Linked DNA regions of Rattus norvegicus: region 1 is linked to region 2. The links are chromatin contacts, called in public Hi-C maps. All regions are on one chromosome and are shown on one strand. The core of a region is the stretch at or near the end of the contact, and the rest is flanking DNA. Distances in the headings are between cores, read along the strand shown.

The links. A called contact is a pair of places that touch in the nucleus more often than the background predicts.
Region 1: a Hi-C map of liver shows a contact between it and region 2, with 3 times the contacts expected there. The contact joins the promoter of Cdk5 here to the promoter of Abcf2 in region 2. A contact is called at or near these places in 3 of 12 Hi-C or Micro-C datasets (frontal cortex and liver).

Annotation. Positions count from the first base shown.
Region 1 is chr4:11,645,824-11,648,523 of GRCr8, forward strand. Cdk5 (cyclin-dependent kinase 5) reads left to right here and starts at 1,301. Exons shown (of 12, transcript NM_080885.2): 1 at 1,301-1,431; 2 at 1,995-2,083; 3 at 2,159-2,226; 4 at 2,330-2,390; 5 at 2,491-2,547. The coding sequence starts at 1,395. It also overlaps a transcript of Slc4a2 not described here.
Region 2 is chr4:11,485,899-11,488,598 of GRCr8, forward strand. It overlaps Abcf2 (ATP binding cassette subfamily F member 2), which reads left to right and starts at 1,424. Exons shown (of 15, transcript NM_001398837.1): 1 at 1,424-1,507; 2 at 2,127-2,332. The coding sequence starts at 2,167.

The DNA of each region.
Region 1 (2,700 bases), core at 51-2,550, 160 kb after region 2:
GAGGAGTAAAGACGCTGGAGTTGGGTGGCCGTGACCCTGAACAGATGGAAAACAAGACAACTTGTTGAAGATTCCTCACTTTCCCTAGAACTACCTCCGGGCCGAATGGAATCCTATTCACAGCCGACACCTTTATTTTAAAGCCCTTTGCGTGTCATCTTGTTTTCTCAACTAAATTATCAATTATTTCAGATAAAGAATTCACTTTATGCGTCTTCAGTCTGCCACGTGGGCAAATCACAATATTGTTTATGCAATAGCACTCAGATTTAAGTGAGTTAATTAACAAAAGGTTAGCGCCTACTCTGGTTCCGGCGCTGAGGAATGCTGTTTGGGGCCATTTTCGCCCGGTTCACAGCCCTCAAGAATGCAATCATGAGACAATTAGAGAGTAGTGCAAGAAAAATCTATAATCAACTCCTTTATAGGGTGAGGTAAAGGCTGCTTGCTGCAAGTGTAGCATCTGTCTGTGGTCTTGTCTGTTGAGGGAAGTAACTGACCTGCCAGTCTTCGTGGGCCACACCCTGGCTGACTCCAGTGGGCCTGCTCTGAATACTGGGATCTGGGGGACACCCAGGCTCCAGTCAGCTGGCCTCGGCATGTCAAAGTGGAGCCGCTGGAGTCCGGTGGGTTTCGAGACGATAAAATGGGCCCAGCAGAAAGAGGGGACTTTGGCGTGTGTCCTTCCACTCAAATCCAGACTCTAACGGGGCACACCTGTCTCGCTGCCCAGCCCTGTGGTCAGCTGGTCCCTGTGAGGTCATCAGCAGTAAGACATCGCTCAGAATCATTCCCCAATCAGTCCTGGGGTCACCAGGTGGCCTAGGGAGAGGTGAAAACTAGTGCTGAAGCTGTGTCAGGAGGTCGCTGGTGACTCAAAACACCCAACCAGGTCAGAGCCGGGCCAACAGCGCTCGGGATCTAGGCCGTCAAACGCAAACTTCAAGCAGAGAGCACCCCACCCCCACCCTCACTGTATTCTGGAACGCGTAGTCCGGGAGCGGCCCTTTTCTGGAAGGCTGTGAGCACAGAAAAGGAATAATAACAAGAGCGGGGCACACTGGGAGCCTCCGCGCCTTGGCGGAGACGCCCGAAAAGCGGACACGCGATGCTTCCTGGGAGTTGAAGTTTAAGGTTTGCCTCCGCGATGGAAACGAGTCCCTGGAGTTGAGCGCTGCAGAGAGCCCGAGCGCAGCCTGTTGGGCCTTGTAGTCCGCGTGCCTTCCGCCACAGGCAATCTTGGGAAACATGGCCGCCCCGGGACTACAAGTCCCAGATGCCAGTGCGTGGTGAGCGAGTGGGCGGGGCTGGAGCTTTGGGTACCACCTCCTCTGCAACGCCGGGGCCGGGAGTCTTAGAACCGAGGGCCCGCAGGGGTCCCCGTGGCCGCTGCGATGCAGAAATACGAGAAACTGGAGAAGATTGGGGAAGGTAATGGAACCACGAGATGTTCCTGCAAGGTCTTTTTCTGAAGACCCTACTTGCAGTCCCAGCTCCCTTACCGTCAGCTATGCCTGCAGGCTCCGACCTCAGCACTGGCCAAAAGCCCTGGCCGCTGAGCCCAACACCCAGTGCAGAAACCAACCCTTCACCCTGTGTTAGCATCTGCGGCAAACTCTTGCTCTTAGCCTTAGCAGTCTCTGTGGACCAGCCTTCCTAACCGCGGCACTTCCTGCATTTCTCATCCCTAGCCTCAGCATCACTTGCAAACCTCACCTGGAATCCCTGCTTCAATTCATTGCAGAACCTCCAACCTTAACATTCTTGCAGGCCATCATTCCTCTCCTAGGTGACTCCTTGCTACTTCCCGACCCTACCCCCCACCCTGGAGCTTATGACAGATTCTCCCTGCAGCTGAAGCCTTGCGCTCTTTTAGGCACCTTCCCCTTGACATCCTCGCTCATAAAACTACTCTGGCCTTTGCCCTGGAAACCTACCCTTACACACTAAGATATTGAGAAGGATCCGCTTCCTCATCCCCGACCTTCCCCTAGGCACCTACGGAACTGTGTTCAAGGCCAAAAACCGGGAAACCCATGAGATTGTGGCTCTGAAGCGAGTCAGGCTGGACGATGACGATGAGGTAGGCCTAGGGCATGGGAGGGGTCTAAAGCCTATCTTGGGCTGTGTGTGACTACTACCCCCTTGCATGTTGTAGGGTGTGCCAAGTTCAGCCCTCCGGGAGATCTGTCTACTCAAAGAACTGAAGCACAAAAACATTGTCAGGTAAGGTCTGTTGGAGAAGGTTGAACCTCCTCATTAGACTGGGCTGGTATTGGGATGTTAGAGGCCAACTTGGGGATCTGGTTAAGCCTTTCATTTTCCGTAGGCTTCATGATGTCCTGCATAGTGACAAGAAGCTCACATTGGTGTTTGAGTTCTGTGATCAGGTGAAAGAGGGGCTTGGGGGGATATTAATCCTGGGAGGGTGTAGGAGTCCAAACTAAGGTTGAGCTCTGCCCTTTTCTCCTCATTACCACCTCTATTTAGGACCTGAAGAAATATTTTGACAGCTGCAATGGTGACCTGGACCCTGAGATTGTGAAGGTGAGGGGAAGGATGTCAAGGGATTCGTGGTGCCTGGGTGTGTTTATATAAAGTTATCAGCACTCTTGAGTGTCAGGTTGGGGGCTAGGGTCCCAGACGAACCCTGTTCCTGCTCACTAAGGACTACCTGTCTTGGTGAACGTTTTTAATGTG
Region 2 (2,700 bases), core at 174-2,673:
CCTCAAAGGCAGGGGTGGACAATGAACCAAGAAAAAGTTTCTCATTGGGTAGGAGTGGACAATGGCTGGATGGGTTTATACTTCTCAGTTTCTGGAACAGACAGCTTCCTTAGCAGCAGCATTTCCTGTCCAAGAGATTGACAGGCCCATTTGGATTTCTTTTTTTTTTTTTAAGTGTGTGTGTACACAAAGCCTCCCTTCATCCTCCCTTTTCTTTTCATTTATTTAATATATGAGTACACTGCAGCTGCCTTCAGACTACCAGAGGAGGGCATCAGATTCCATTACAGATTACAGACTGTTGTGAGCCACCATGTGGTTGCTGGGAACTCAGGACCTCTCGAAGAGAAGTCAGTGCTCTTAACCTCTGAGCCATCTCTCCAGTCCCTTTTCTTCTTTCTTAAAATGAGTGTGCTACCAAAGACACACTGCCTTCAAGAGGCAGTCTCTGAAGCTGCTTGTGATGTCCATCCTCAATGATCTTCACGCCTAATTTCTATTTAGCTTGAGAACATGGCGACCTTAGAGGGAAAGGAGCTCACTTACTGAGAGTGCACTCAGGGGCACTAAGTTTGCTTCCTACAGTGTCATCAATAATAAGGCACCAGTGCACAGGACCCTGGACAGGTAACAAGGGTCGTAAAGAGTTGCCTTGATTTTGAGGCTACAGATCTAGTTAATAATGGACCTAACACTAAGTCTGTTATAGATTTTTGACTTGTCTCAAAGGAAATGAAACAAGTCATAGCTAAGTGTCCATAGAGCTAAATTCAAAAAAAGGGTCCTTTTACTTTAGATTTTTTTCCATCACACTCGAATGGCTCTGTTGGAACCCAGAAACTCTTGTCTAAGATACTAAGGTTCAGAACGTCTGGCAATTTCAAAAAGTTTGGTTAGCGATAGACTAGGCTCTGCAATTTTGGTTCCATGAAACTAGGACACCTTTCTCGAACACAGAGCTCCGTTGCTTGGTCTGCAAAGGGTTACCTAACTTTCAGAGCCACCTTTGGCTAGCAGCACCTCATTCTTCTTTTCCCTCCTCCTTCTCTCCCATTGTTTGGACCGGAATTCTTACACCGCAGGATGGGAAGCTTAGTCGTACTCTCTGCTGGTTAAACCAGTATAGCAGCCTGGTTAATTTATCGGCTAGGGGTGGGGTACCGTCTGGACGACCAGCCCACCTCTCCAAAGAGCAATCTGGGATTTGCAGTTTTCAGCTCTTCAAACCCGCTTGGTAGGACGGGACTCTTGGACTCTAATCCTCCCCCAACCCGAATCCTCGCGCGTTCTGATGACGTCACGAGAACTGCGCAACACCTGGGATTCGTGGTAGTTCTGGAAGAGAGTCCCGCCCTAAGTTCTTACGATTCGAGAACTACATTTTCCAGAAACCCTCGCGGCAGCGCGCCAAGGGCCGCCCGGGGCTGTGATTGGCTGGGGAGCCGGCCGCACGCGGAGGAGCTCAAGGAGCAGCTCTGTTGCGACAGAGGCCGAGCGGCGAGGCCCCGTGAGTTGAGGGGGAAGGGGCGCCGGAGGGGAGGAGAGTGCGGACCCGTGAGCAGGAAGCGGGAGGAGAAGCAGAAGGGAGCTCTGGGTCGGGATGAAAAGGACCGAAAGGGAAAAGAACTGGCCCAGGCCGAGACGCCGGCGAACGGGGTGTGGGGGAGGTTAGGGGCAGCGAGCGCGGAGACCCTTAGGGACCCGCCGGGGAGGACTCGTGGTTCCCAGAGAGAAACCACGCCGCAGTCGGTAGGGTGGAGGAGAGGGGCGGAAGGGAGGTCCGGGACGAACTCCTGGCGAAGAACCGAAAAGGAGGCGGCTGGCAGAGGTGCGCGAGCGCCAAGTTCGGAAACTGGAGACGAGGGGCAGAGCGGTCCCTCTCTAAAGGCCCTGGGGGAAGAGCGCATCCAAGTGAAGCCGGCGGCGGCGATTGGCGCGCGAGCCCCAAGGGAGGAGATGAGGCTGGAGGAGCGGTCGAGAGAGTGTGAGAACCCTGAGAAAGTTGGCGGGGACAAGAGTTGGGCACTCGAGGCTTAATAGGAAAATTCCAAGGAGGGATGGGATCCGGCTCAGACATTCTTACCGGCAAGTTTAGAATTTTGGAGTATCTGTTTGCTTTTCTTCAGACTCCTGAAAGAACAGTAACTACCCCTGTGGCTCATCATCATGCCTTCCGACCTGGCTAAGAAGAAGGCAGCCAAAAAGAAGGAAGCCGCCAAAGCTCGACAGCGGCCCAGGAAGGGACATGAAGAAAATGGAGATGCTGTCACAGAACCTCAGGTGGCAGAGGAGAAAAATGAGACCAATGGCAGAGAGACCACAGGTGATGGAGGTGGGTTGGGTGAATTTCCTGAGCTGGTTGTCTCAGCCAAAATCAGAATCTGGATGCAGATGCATAGGCCTTTAATCCCAGCGCTCAGGAGGCTAAGGTGAAAAGATGGAGGGTTTGAGGCCAGGCTGGGCAGCTGCTGCTGCTTCTTTTTTAAAAAGACAAAGTAAAGCACCCACAGACACATGTCTTTATATGCCATGAAACATTACTAGCACCCACACCCACGGAGTTAAAACTTGTTACTGATCAAGGAAACTGAACTCAAGTGGCAAACAGATTGGAGTTTTTGATCTACCTTGGTGCTGCAGTAGACAATAAAAGAAGGCAACTTCTACTATTTCCTGTTTCTCTTCCTACCTGTGGTGGTG